Regions from separate parts of the Sus scrofa genome. Here region 2 is linked to region 1. Evidence: chromatin contacts called from public Hi-C data. All regions are on one chromosome and are shown on one strand. Each heading gives the region's core, a stretch centred on a gene start, on an enhancer-like site or on the middle of the called end of the contact. The rest is flanking DNA. Distances are from core to core; before and after follow the strand shown. Region 1 holds the start of MEGF11 (multiple epidermal growth factor-like domains protein 11). Region 2 holds the start of DNAAF2 (protein kintoun).

What was found. A called contact is a pair of places that touch in the nucleus more often than the background predicts.
Region 2: a contact with region 1 is called in a Hi-C map of mesenteric adipose tissue, with 9 times the contacts expected there. The contact joins the promoter of DNAAF2 here to the promoter of MEGF11 in region 1. A contact is called at or near these places in 7 of 47 Hi-C or Micro-C datasets (fetal liver, liver, mesenteric adipose tissue and 4 more).

The regions. Positions count from the first base shown.
Region 1 is chr1:164,273,588-164,280,509 of Sscrofa11.1, forward strand. MEGF11 (multiple epidermal growth factor-like domains protein 11) reads right to left here and starts at 1,836. Exons shown (of 23, transcript XM_021100249.1): 1 at 1,643-1,836. LOC110261939 (a long non-coding RNA gene) reads left to right here. Exons shown (of 3, transcript XR_002346345.1): 1 at 1-62; 2 at 853-986; 3 at 1,606-1,690.
Region 2 is chr1:179,486,924-179,493,634 of Sscrofa11.1, forward strand. DNAAF2 (protein kintoun) reads right to left here and starts at 4,213. Exons shown (of 3, transcript XM_003121803.5): 1 at 2,248-4,213. The coding sequence starts at 4,083. LOC110262104 (a long non-coding RNA gene) reads left to right here and starts at 3,035. Exons shown (of 2, transcript XR_002346676.1): 1 at 3,035-3,273; 2 at 3,535-5,836.

The DNA of each region.
Region 1 (6,922 bases), core at 586-3,085:
CAAGGACCTTGAATTTCTCGAGGCTTAAATAGCATGTGAACAGCGGAGGAAGCTGGCGCGTGGTGAGAGAAGCTGATCGAGTGGCTGAAGGTCAATGCCCTCTGGGGACCCCGCCCAACCTTCAGAGGACAAGGGCCGAGAGACACTCTCCGCAAAGCCCTCAGCTCTCGGTCCCTCTAAATCTTTCGAGGGAAGCTTTCCAACAGCACTCCAACAAAGAGGGCCGCGGAGCCGGGGTCCCGCTAGCTCCGCGGAAGCTGCACGGGGTAGAGAATCCTGCCTCCCGGACCCTGGGAGCTAAAGGACACGCGCCCCTCGGCAGGCTCCGAAAGCCTCGGCCAGCCTTGGCTCGCCGTCACCTGGTCAGGGTATTAACCCGTGCTTTCCCGGCAGAGCGCGGAAAAGGCGCTGATGCCTGGGCACGAGTACCCTGGCGAGAGAGAGCTGAGATGGCCAGGAGCCCAAACCACCCAAAGGCCTCCTTTAACCTGCATGAAGGCCCTGCTCTATGCGCTCCCGGGGCGGGGGGAGTGGTAGGAGGGACAGCGGGAGATTCTGTAGCTGAGCCTCTTTGGAATATTTTTCTAAAGAACACGACAACATTAGAGAAGTCAGACCAGCCTCGCAGCGCAGGCTAGCGGGGACGGATCCCGAGAAGCGGCTACGATAGGATGGAGTCCCGGAGTCCAGGTCTGGGAGAAAAAGCCAGGGCTCCAGGGTTCCGACAATAGTCAAGACGAGGTGCCGCGCTCCCAGGTTCCGGTCGGGTGACGGTTTCGTCCCACTCATGGACCTCGATCCCCGCGAGAGACGATTTTCCTTATTTTTAGTCGTATTTTTTCTAACAATTAGGAAAATAAACCAAATCCAAGAGGAAGGTGGCTGCGCTCTTCGGCTTTAAGGGGCCACAACCACCACCCACCCCACCTCCAATACCACCACCCAAGGCTGGGTGAGAAGTTTGGAACTTCGGGACCGCGCTCCAGGTGCGCACTGGGAGTGACTCGCATCTCTTAACTTCGGGAGCTGAGGTCGCTCCGGGGGTGAAGGAGGAACATCCGAGAAGTAGACCCAAGTGGCCGGCGCCCCAGACTTCCCCAAGAGAGTGGGGAAGACCGGATGAGAAAGAAAGGAAGGGGATATACGTTTCGTTTCGCGCCTCCAAAAAGCAAAAGTGCACATGGCACCGGCCGGGGTTCGGCGGCAGCGAGGCGCACCGCTAGGCACCGCGGGGCACCTGGCAGAGCCTCGCAGGCTCTGCGCCCGGGCCGGCTCGGGGTGGGAGTTTCCAGACTCGGGCGGGCGGGCGCCCTCCCTGGGACAAATGCGCCGCGCTGCTGCGCTCCGGTCTTCCCCCGCCGCGGGCGCTGCGTCCCGACTGCGGCCAGAGAGCCCGCGCCTGCCCACGCCAAGGGGCCCCCACGTCCTGCCGGACCCCTGGCGTTCTACCCGCACTCACCTCCTCCCACCCCCAACTCGGCTTCCGCAGTCCAGACCTCGGCAGGACTGCGGGGATCCAAGGAGCGGGTGGAAAGTTAGTCGCGGGGATGCAAAGCCCCTTTCCCGGTATCAGAACCCCCAACCCCCGTCTCCCTGTGCCCCCAGCGCTCCGAGGCCTCGCGGTCCCTGTCCAGTCACCTACCTGCTTCGCGGTTCGCCCCGGGCTCAGCCAGCCAGTCGAGGTCCTGTTGTCCGGAGCCCGAGACGCGCCGGAGCGTCGGGCCAGAAGCCGGAGCTGCGGGCAGCCCAGAGCTAGGCAGCGGGCGGCGCGCACCGGGAGCGAGTGAGCGAGTCGGCGGGCGGCTGGAGCCGCGACTGCTGCTGCCGCCGCCGCCGCTGCCGAGCCAGCCGCCACCCCCTTCGTCCCTCAGCCCCTCCCTCTCTCCTTCCCTCCCAGCCTCCCTCCTCCCTGCTCGAGGCTGCCTCCCTCCTTTCTCCCCCCACCCTTTTTTTTTTTTTTCCTCTCTCTCTCTTCGGTCCTTTCAGTCCCTGCTCTCTCTCTCGCTCTTGCTCTTTTTCCTATGTTTCGTGTCTCTCTCCAGCTTTCCTTTGGTTTCTTTTTTCTCTGATTCAGTCTTTCCTAGCCTCTCTTCTCGCCTCCCTCCACCCACCCCCCACCTTTTTGTTCTTTTGCTCGTTTCTCTCCGTTTCCTCTTTTCTCTCTCTAGCCTTTCCCTCTTTTTGCCATTTTCTCCTCCGTTTCACCTTTTCCTGTGCTTTCATCCCTACTCTCCTTCTCCCTCGGGTGGGTCAAAGTGGCCTGCGTACCATCTCTTCCCAGCTCGAAAGGATCCCACCCTGGAGTCCGGGGCCACGGGAGCCCTGAGCAGTATTGGTGTCAGGCTAAGGAAGGATGGAGAGGGACCGGCCAGGGCTAGAGACGAGGGATTGAGAAACACCTGGATGGGGAAGGGGTGGGGCGTGGCGGGACAGCAAGAAGGCCAAGAACTCAGAATATCAGGGCCCTAGGCCTGCATTGCTGAGCCATGCCCAATAAACGGAGGAAACTGAGGCCCAGGGAGAAGAGAGCAGGGACTTGCCTTGCTGAGGTCTATTCCACAGGCAAGGCCTGCCTAGACCATCTCTGCTCCTGGCAGCTTGGGAAGGGCTCCTCCACTGATCCCGGAAATGCAGGTGCCAGATGCCCATCCACTGCCAGCATCTCTGCCTGGCCCAATCCCCCAGGTCCCTAGGGCCTCCAAGAGGAAGACTTCTCCCTCCCACAGCACCTTAGGACATATCACTGCCCTACAACATTCCTAGGGGTCTGAGCCAGAAAGAAGGGGAGGACATGGCTCCATAGTCCAAGGGAACCCCTTCTTCCCACCCCCACTCTTCTCCAAGCACTTCTGGACTTATCAACTACTCCTGCTTATCAGGGATGGAGTAGCAGCAGGGTGCTTTGCTTGTGTGGTTTGTCTCCTTTTCTCCTTGAACAGCAAGAGCAGGAAGGCCCAGACGTGGGAAAAGGTGCTGAACACACCCTGGGAGAATACTATTTTTGTGTGAATAAAGCAGATTCATTCTGAGGCTTTGGGAAATGCATGTCTGTACATGCGTCTGAGCACCTAGCCCACTCAGGTCAACTTCAATAATGGACTTCATTGTGGGTATGACAGGCAAGTTCTGCTCAGGGCTGGGACTAGGTTGAAGCCAATGAGACACACCTAAGACACAAAATGTAAGGAGGTACTCACTTTCTAGGTTATGCAGACAAATCTTAGGGCTGTCACCAACCAGCTATGTCACCTTGGTCCATCACTGCCCCTCTCTGGCCTTCTGTTCCCCCACCTGACTATTTAGAGGCTGAAATGGATGTCCTCTAGGGGTTTCTCCAGCTCTGAGGGGCTGCAGGTTGTGGGCATCAGAGATGATTAAGAGAATGGGTTCTAACTTTCTGGGTTTGTATTCCTGCTTTGCAACTGACTGACAGTGACACTGGATAGCTACTTAACCTCTCTAACTTCGGTTTCCCTATCAGTAAAATGTGGATGATAACAGTGCTGTGGGCCCTGTGAGGAATAAACCAAATATTGCACATAGTAGCACTTGATAACTGTTAGCATCTCATATAAACGTAGGTTTTGTTTGTGGGTTTTTTTTGTTTTTGGTTTTTTGTTTTTTTTTTTTTTTTGGTCTTTTAGGGCCACACCCATGGCACATGGAGGGTCCCAGGCTAGGGGTCCAATTGGAGCTGCAGCTGCTGGCCCACACCACAGCCACAGCCACACCAGATCCTAGGCTCGTCTTCAACCTAAACCACAGTGCACGGCAACACCGCATCCTTAACCCACTAAGTGAGGCCAGGGATCGAACCCATGTCCTTATGGATGTTAGTCGTGTTCGTTAACCACTGAGCCATGACAGGAACTCCCAAGGTAGGTTTTCGACTATCCTTTCTTCATCTTCACATTGCCTTTTGGATTATGAGTTGTAAATCCCATCTTCTCAAACTTCAATTTCAACAGGTTTGGGGAGGTGGGCAGTTCCTCCTGGATAAGCAGTCCACCCTGCTCAGCAAGCAGATGCATGGGACGCAACATGCTTCTCCATCTCTCACTTGCATTCACAATCAGCTGTGGACTGTATGGCTGAGGCTTGCTGGGCCCCCTCCACACTGAGCTGCGAATGGCCTGGTTTTCTGCCATACTCTAAAAAGCCACGCTGATCTATTAAGCTGCACCTTCTCTATTCAGCTGGCAGGCCTCCAAGGACACATGTCCCAACAGAGCCAGGAACACTTTTAGCAAACATCTCAGAGGGGCAGCTCCGGGTCACGTTGGAACCCACCATTCATCATTCGTTAGCCAGTCCCTGAGAGCCTACTTATGCCAAAGACTGCTTTGCACATCCTACTGCTGTATAATGTTCGACCCAACGGCAACAAGTTTATTTTGGAAGTTATGACAACATCTAGGATCAGGCTACTCATCCAAAGGCACAATCTGAGACAAAAGTCCACTCTTCTAAACGATAAGCCTTGGAGTTCCTGTTGTGTCTCAGCAGAAATGAGGGCATCTGAAGCCCAGTTCCACCTCCACACACTTCAGCCTGGATAGAAGCGGGAGGTGAGGAGGTGGGTAGGAGGACCTCATCCTTCTAAGAAGCTTATTGTCTGAATGCTGGTCTGCGGGGCAGAATGTCCAGGCTCAGACCATGCGGGTCCACACCTTTCCCTCGCTCGGGTGTGCAGGAAATTCCCTTTGTTTTCCTTCCCTTGTCCTCTTTTCCTGGCTGAGGGATCCCCTTTTCCTGTCCCTCTTCCTGCAGAAGTCTGGCTCAAAGACCCAGGGAGGAACATCCAACACCTACCGGGAATGGCTGGAATCTGAATGGTAGAAATATTGTAGGATCTTTAAACTCATCAAGAGAAAATGTCTACTTTCCCACCAGACTCTAAGGTATTTAGGGCCTTATTTACTTTCATATCTATTACAAAACCTTGCATGGGGTCTTGTTTTACAAAAAAGATTAAGTAAAATATTTAGAATTTTTTGGAGTTCCCATCGTAGTGCAGCGGAGACAAACCTGACTAGGAACCGTGAGGTTGTGTGTTCGATCCCTGGCCTCACTCATTGGGTTAAGGATCCGGTGTTGCTGTACCTGTGGTGTCGGCCAGCAGCTACGTGTCTGATTCGACCCCTAGCCTAGGACCTTTGTATGCCTCGGGTACAGCCCCAAAAAGCAAAAAAAAAAAAAAAATTAGGATTTTTTTTTTAAAGGGGGGCACCTGCAGCATATGTTCCCAGGCTAGGGGTCGAATAGGAGCTGCAGCTCCCCACCCACACCACAGCCACAGCAGTGCCAGATTCAAGCCATGTCTGCAGCCTACACTGCAGCTCGCCACAATGCCAGATACTTAACCCACCGAGTGAGGCCAGGCATCAAACCTGCATCCTCATGGATACTAGTCAGATTCTTAACACACTGAGCCACAACAGGAACTCTAGAATTTTTTTTTTTTTTTTTTTTTTTTTTTTTTTGGTCTTTTTAGGGACTCTCTCGCGGCACATGGAGGTTCCCAGGCTAGGGGTCAAATCAGAGCTACAGCTGCTGGCCTACACCACAGCCACAGCAACATCAGATCTGAGCCATGTCTGTGACCTACACCACAGCCCATGGCAACACCGGATCCTTAGCCCACTGAGGGAGGCCAGAGATCGAACCCAAAACCTCATGGTTCCTCGTCGAATTTGTTTCCACTGTACCACAATAGAAACTCCTAGAATTTACTAATAATGCCTATATATGGTCTCATTTAAAACTCTCAAAAATGCTATCTAGCAGGCATTATTATCCCCTTTCCAAAAGGGGAAACTGAAGTTCTAGTAGAGTAACTTACCCAAGGCCATGTAGCTAGAAAGTGACAACCCAAATTTGAACTCAAGCTGTTTCTTCTTTTTTTATTAAAAAATATTTTCATTAAAGTATATTTGATTTACAATGTTGTCACAATTGCTGATGCACAGTCATACACACACAGTCACACACACATATAATTTTCCATCATGTTCTATCCCAGATTAGATATAATTCCCTGTGCTATACAGTAAGATTTATTGTCTATCCATTCTTTTTTCTTTTTTTTTTTTTTTTTTGTCTTTTTGCCATTTCTTGGGCCGCTCCCATGGCATATGGAGGTTCCCAGGCTAGGGGTCCAGTTGAAGCTGTAGTCACTGGCCTATGCCAGAGCCACAGCAACTCAGGATCCGAGCCACGTCTGCAACCTACACCACAGCTCACGGCAACGTCGGATCCTTAACCCACTGAGCAAGGCCAGGGATCAAACCTGCAACCTCATGGTTCCTAGTCAGATTCATTAACCGCTGTGCCACGACGGGAACTCCTATTGTCTATCCATTCTAAATGTAATAGTTTGCCTCTACTAACCCCAAACGCCCAGTCCATCCCACTCCCTCCCCCTCCCCCATGACAACCACAAGTCTGTTCTCCATGTCTGGGTCTGTTTCTATTTTGTAGATAGGTCCATTTGTGCCATATTTTATATTCCACGTATAAGTGATATTATATGGTATTTGTCTTTCTCTTTCTGACTTCTTTCACTTAGTATAATAATCTTTAGTCGCATCCATGTTGCTACAAATGGCATTATTTCATTCTTTTTTATGGCTGAGTAGTATTCTATTGTATATATGTACCATCTTCTTAATCCATTCCTCTGTTGATGGACAATTAGGCTGTTTCTATGTCTTGGCTATTGTGAATAGTGCTGCAATGAACATAGGGGTGCATGTATCTTTTTGAATTCAAGCCTTTTGAAAGCTCTGTCCTCAGCGCCATAGAGTGTCTCACTGCAGGACTGGGACAGAGTAAGACAAGTGAAGGGCCAACTCTACACTCTCACGACCCTGAGAAAAAGCAGCCGTTGGATACTTGCAAAGAATTAGAAAGGACTGTGGGA
Region 2 (6,711 bases), core at 2,963-5,462, about 15 Mb after region 1:
TAATCATATATTATGTCTACCGTTGTGATTTTTAAAAAATTTACTTTCGGAGTTCCTGTCGTGGAGGAGTGGAAACGAACCCGACTAGGAACCATGAGGTTATGGGTTCGATCCCTGGCCTTGCTCAGTGGGCTAAGGATCCAGTGTTGCTGTGACCTGTGGTGTAGGTCGCAGAAGCGGCTTGGGTCCCATGTTGCTGTGGCTGTGGCATAGGCCGGCAGCTGTAGCTCTGATTCGACCCCTAGCCTGGGGACCTACCTAACATATGCCACGGGTGTGGCCCTAAAAAGACCTAAATAAATAAATAAATAAAAATAAATTAAAAAATACACTTAAAATTTTTTTTTTACTTTAGGAGTTCCCGTCGTGATTCGGGGAAACTTGAGGACACAGATTCGATCTCTGACCTCACTCAGTGGGTTAAGGATCCAGTGTTGCTATTAGCTGTGGTGTAGGTCACAGATGCCGCTCAGATCCTGCGTTGCTGTAGCTGTGGCACAGGCCAGCAGCTGTAGCTCTCACTGGACCCCTAATCTGGGAACCTCCATGTACCGTGGGTGCAGCCCTAAAAAGGCAAAAAAAAAAAAAAAAAAAAAAAAAAATTTACTTTAGTACTTAAAAGTTGGTCTAGTAAAATGTAAAAAAAAATTGAACATTATGGTTCCATCATCAGCCTCAGCAAATGTGATGATTAATGAAGTAATTATAACTCTACTGCAGGCTTCAAAGATATAATACATAATTGCCCTAATCTTGTTTGGGTCTAGTTTCTTTACTAAAAGAATGTTCACATACTAGAAAATCAAATTAAAATCTATTCCCTAGTGTTCTCTCAAGTGTTTTTCCAAAAAGCCTTTTGCCATGTTGTGAGTTATTTTCACATTTATTAAAATAATTATAGGAAAACAACTGTCCTTTCTTAAATTTCCCCCTTCTGATGACATAAACAGTCAATTTTATATTTTATATTCTCACAAAGTATCTTACCTAGTCCTGGCTATTTATTTTACCATTTTTGGAGGGTTTCAAATTAACCTCACAGAAGATACATCTCATAAAATAAATATTAAACTTATTAGCATATTTCTAGAAAAACACAGGAAGTGAAACTTCATGGCAGGCTAAAGCCCAGGGCCCAAAACTTAATTTTTAATATATAATCTGTGCAACTAGTGTTGGGAATTAGGGAATTTAACCCTTGAATAGGTTAAAAGAGCTAAAAAAGAAAAAAGAAAAAAGTAACATTGATCCAAGCCTCACTCAAAATCACCAATTAATTGTTCACTTATGAGTTTAAAAAGTCCTATAGAACTTAAAATTTTAAGCAGGTTTTTTTTTTCAATATTTATTTGCCAATAGTACTGGAGTACTGAATCTAAAATTCAAGATCTTCAGTAATCTAAAAAGTGTAGTAGCAAAAAATTGAATTATTCATCAAAATTATATCCTAGGTAAACTTGATAATGCACAGTCCCAATTTTCACCCAAAAGAGATGGAGCTGATGTTGGTTCCCAAAAATGTTTATATTACACTTTGTTAAATGCCAGCCATTGTGCCAAATACTAGTAGGGAAATAACGATGAAAACAGATGCAAAAAGAGGTCCTTTCAGTGTAAGGTTAAGTCCCACCACAGGACAACCCCATCGACACCAGTGACCAAAATTAAGCATCACCGTATGGCCAAGAGGGGAAGGGATTTAGATTCACCCCGGGTCTGAGTTCGTTTTCCTATAAAACAACTGTGTGGCACAGGCTGGGTTACTTTTGCTCTGCGGAAATGAACTGTTATTTATTTTTCATTGCTGGAAAAATCTATTTACCAACTAAAACTATGGCCACAATAGAATGACTCAGATTTGTGTTTCTGACTATAAAGTTACAGCCCTTCTCTCCGGAAGAAAGCACCCTCAACTTTTTGTATACAATTTTAGAGTTCTACGGATCCCTGAGAATCTATATATATCTTCATCTTTGAGGATCTGAAACCCATCCACAACCAAGACCGGATGTCTTAAGGTTTGCGGTGGGTTTTTTTGTTTGTTTTCCTTTTTTTTCAATATGCGGTTAACGCGTACTGACATCTTGATCAAGTGTATCAATTGATCAGGTGTATCAATTTTCAAGTCATCATTTGAAAGAAGTTACAACGGCAAATTCTCTGTTTAGGATGAAATGAAAGGATGCCTGTAAATTTAAAAGTGGGAGAGAATATTTCAAGTAGTAAGACTCTAGAAAGAACTGTTACCTCCAAAGAATCGTTGTTTAAACCATAATACCACTCTCTCCAAAGTCCACGGCACTCTGGAGATTTGGCCAGTTCTATCACTGCATTGTTTGAAGAAATGCTAGCCACTGGTTCTTTGGTACTCAATTTATTCTCTGGAGTAAATTGCAAAAAGAAGGTATAATATACTAAGTCTTGGGTGGAGAAGCACAATCTGTACCACAGGGGGGTCACTTCCCCTTGAAGACTCTGAGGCTGGATGCAAGGCACTTGAATGAGCAGAGTCAGAGATTCTTCATCCTGATTACATTGCAGAGGCGGACACAAGGGTTCCCCGCGGTCTGTCCCGGGACCAACCATGGATCGATCAACAGGCTCCCTGCCTGTGCCTCCTCCGGCCACGTGCTCTTTGACGCCAAGAGCTGGGCGCGCTCTCCCTCTCCCTGTAGGAGACCTCCCGTCAAGGTCCCCGGATGATTTCCAAGGAGCGCCTCCACCACCGTCCTCAGGTGAGTTCCCTGCTCTGGGAAGCGGCTCCTCCCCAATGCGAGCTGTTGATATTGCTTGCCCGCCGAAATCAAGCTCCTCTGGTTCTGAGACAAGCTTCCCCCCAACGGCCTCCGGGGCAGGGATATCGGCGCCCGCAGCTCCAGCTCGGCCGGGATCCGAGCCTCCGTCCCCTGCACGAATCCCCGCTGGGCCCGCCTCCCCTTGGCGAGCGGAAGCGCAGGCCGCGCCATCAGTTCCGGGCCGGTCGGCGGCCTCTTCCGGGGTCGCGGCGAGCTCCGGGAGCGAGACTGTCACCGCTACCGGAAGCGTGACTACCAGCTGCCGCCGGGCCTTGTTGAACTGCGCCTTGCCGCGGCTGTCGTCCACCCGGTATGGAAGCGAGAGCCGCAGCTGGTAGTCGGGTTTCCGTGAGTCGAGGCACAGCAGCTTTCCAGTCACTTCCAGCGCTGCCTGCTCAGCCGACCGCAACAGCGGCAGCTCAATGGTGACGACCAGCTCGTGGGGCACAGTGCTGGGGGCTGAGTCCCGAGAGCAGCGGTAATCCTGGAGGTCCACGTGGTGGCGCTGCACCACGCTGTAGCGAGGCTCTGTGGGGGCGGGCTGCTGGACCGCCTCGGGAGGGGAGGGCGCCTGGGGCCGGGGGATCGCGGCACTCCCAGCGGCCACAGGGCCCGGGTAAGGGTAGGGGAAATCAGGGAGCGGGCTCTCCGGTTCCCCCTCGGGCCGGGCCGGGACGCCCCCGGGTAGGGGCGTGCGCAGCACGGCAGCCTCCGGGGTCCCCTTGTACTTGATTTTCAGGGTCTTGGCATTCCTGCGGTCCAGCTTCACGCCGAACTGCTTCTCCACGGCCTCCAAAGCCGTGGCGTCCAGCATCTGGCGGAAGCGCTCGTGGCGCCGGGCCAGCGCGAGTGCGTCTGGGTGGAAGACCACGTCGTAGACTGTGTAGCGGATGCCGCGCCCCCCCGCGTACTCGCGGCCGGGCGCCAGACTGTAGGGCAGGGACCACTGGCTGCCGGACGCCGCGCTCCCAGAGCTGGGCCGGCTGCTGGGCGCGCCCACCAGGGCATTGCTGCATACATTCACGAAACAGCGCCGGGCCCCATCCAGGCTGGTGCGCAGCACGTGGCCCGGCTCCGGGTGCACAAACCGCACCTCCACGCCGCGCTCACGCTCCAGCGCGGTAATCTCCTCCTCGTAGCGCCGCCGGTTCTCGGGGTCCGTGAGCTCCTCCGCATACTCAGAGAACATTCGCCGAAACTTGGGGTCCTGGAAAGCGGAGGTGAGCCGCTGGACTTCCTCTCCGCTCAGGTCCAAGTCCTCCAACGGCGAAGAGGCTGCCTTGGCCATGCTGCCCCTCCGCTCCTTCCCAGTGGTCAGGGGAGATCGATCCGAGACGGAGTGGGTGGGACGATCAGTGTTGTCGCTCTTCTGCGGAGAGAGAGGCCGCGGAGGCCAGTAAACCGCTAGACTGTTGAGCCTTGGGCAGCGCGTGCTCGTTGCTATAGCGACACCACCAATGCTGTGGGGGAGGGGCAGGAATAGAGTGATGGAAATGCCAGAAATAGCCTTAGTTTCTCCAAACAAACATTCCGCATTTTTTTAGATTCCTGTGCCATAGTGCAGTTACTGCTGCAGAATAACCATCCTAATAATTGTTATAATTTCCAGCATTATGTACGTTATCCACTGTTCACTGGATCCGCATTTCACAGATGGGACCTGAGAAGTTACCTGACCATAATCATAGAGTTGGTGCATTCACAAGCTGTGATTCTAACCTAAGTTTATCTGCTTTTCACTTCGCTAAACCAATATTTCAGTCTTCTAGCTATTTTACCAGTTTGTCCTGTTTACAACTCACTTAGGGCAAGAGATATGGGCAGGCTATTCATAAATAATCGATGCTCAGTAAAGATATGCCCTTACTGATAATAAAAATGCAAATATAATACCACATGTTACTGAAAATGGCAATGGCTTTTTTTTTTTTTTTTTAGCAATCACTATATTTCCTTGGGGTAGTAGGAGAATTGTATTAGTAAAACCTTTCTAGAGAGTAGTTTAGTAGCTATATGGAAAGCCTTTAGTATGTGCATACTCTTAACATATTTATTTTTTTTTCCATTTATACAAATGGGATCATTCCCTACATACACTTTTGCCCTTTGTTTTTTTGCACTTATAATAGTATATCCTGGAGATATTTCTTTGTAGTTATTGATTTCCTCCACTTGACTATCTTTGTCATGAGAAAGTTCAGACTTAAAGAGAAGAAGACCTGCAAGGCTTCTCTGAAAGAATGCAGATTTGTTTGTAGCTTATGGATTTAAAAGGCAAGCTGTTTATTGAGACTGCGTGCTTTGGTTCATGGCTTCTCAAGGTGGTGTGATTGTCCTGTTAAAAACAAAAGGGGAGTTTGCTTGATGATAAACTCAGGCTGTGTGTGGGCTAACTAGAAAATGGAGTATGCAATCAGCGGATTAACCTGCCATGTAGCAGAAGGCGGCTGTCTCCAGGTGGGCCATCCTCAGCCTGCCCTGCACCCTGAATCTTGATTGAGGCTGGAACTCTGCTATTGACTTGTGTCATTGTTGAAGCCTGTGAACCTCCCAGGACCCCTGTTTTTATGTCTATTAGATGAACGTGGCAATACCTGTCCTCTCAGTGGGTTTGCTGTGTGGACTGCCAGGTTTGCAGACCCAAATACCTTTAAGGCTTATGTAGGCAAGTACCTAAGTCAAGTGAGGCTGCTGTAAGTAATAGGAAGTAGGGGGGACTATAACTAAGAGGAAGTCAATCACACACATGCACACCCTCCCAGATTTAAACCTTTATAAACAAATAACATCCTGGCCAAACAAAGCATATCTGTGGGCTACTTGCAGCTCTCCATTAAGAGTATGCATCCTATAAATTTGAGTTATGATTTCTGAGGAAATGCCACTGCTGTGACTGTCTCACTCCTTTTGTGCTGTCCCACTTCAGCAGTCCCTTCCTACAAGAGTCAGGAGAAGTTAGGTTGGGTTGTAAGAATGATTCTATTATTTATTTATTTGGGGGGGGGACAAGAAATAGGTTTATTAAGATAGGATGCTTGTGACAGATGCAAGAAGGCAGGCAAAGAAACTCTGCTGCGAGAATGACTAAATTATCAGTGGCTTTAAACAGCAAGAGTTTATTTCTTGCTCCCGCTGAATGTCCCTTGTCCCTTGACCTCCACATCATCACACCTGCAGACAAATGGGGCTCACAATCCAGGGCCTCATACCCTCCCAAATGCTGACATTGCTGGGGCCCAGGAAAAAGAGAAAATTGTGCACAGGCTCTTTAAAACCTGCTGACATTTCACTGGCCAAAGCAAGTCACGTGGTTTGGGTACCTTCCAGTGCAGACCTATGCTGTCTGGAAAGAGGACTGGCAATACCTGTGCACAACCAACTGTGTGCATTCTTTCCTTCCATTTCTGTGGTTCAGTGGATATGATAGCACATCTGGCTAAGCTGTTTCTCTCCTGACCTTCACTGAGCCTCCAGGCTGTTTCACCTTTGTTGCCATGGCACTCAACACCTGAGCTCATGATGGCCAGAGCAGTGGTGGACCTGTCCCTTTTCCAGCTTGTGCTGGAACCAGGGTCCATAGTTTGGGGTCCCTTGTCTGTCAGTTTTTTTAAAAGACTTTTTTTTGTTTGGCTTTAGAGCAGTTTTGGGTTTGCAGTACAACTGAGAGGAAAGGTACAGAGCTTTCCCATATCCCCCCTGCCTCCACACATGCACAGACTCCCCTGTTAGCAACATCCCATTCTAGAGAAGTACATTTGTTACCAAGGATAAACCCATATTGATACATGCTATCATCCAAAGTCCACAGTAAACCTTAGGATCCACTCTTGGTATTATACAGTCTGTGGGTGTGGACAAATGTGGAATAACATCTGTCCATCACTGTAGTATCATAGAGTATTTTCACTGCACTAAA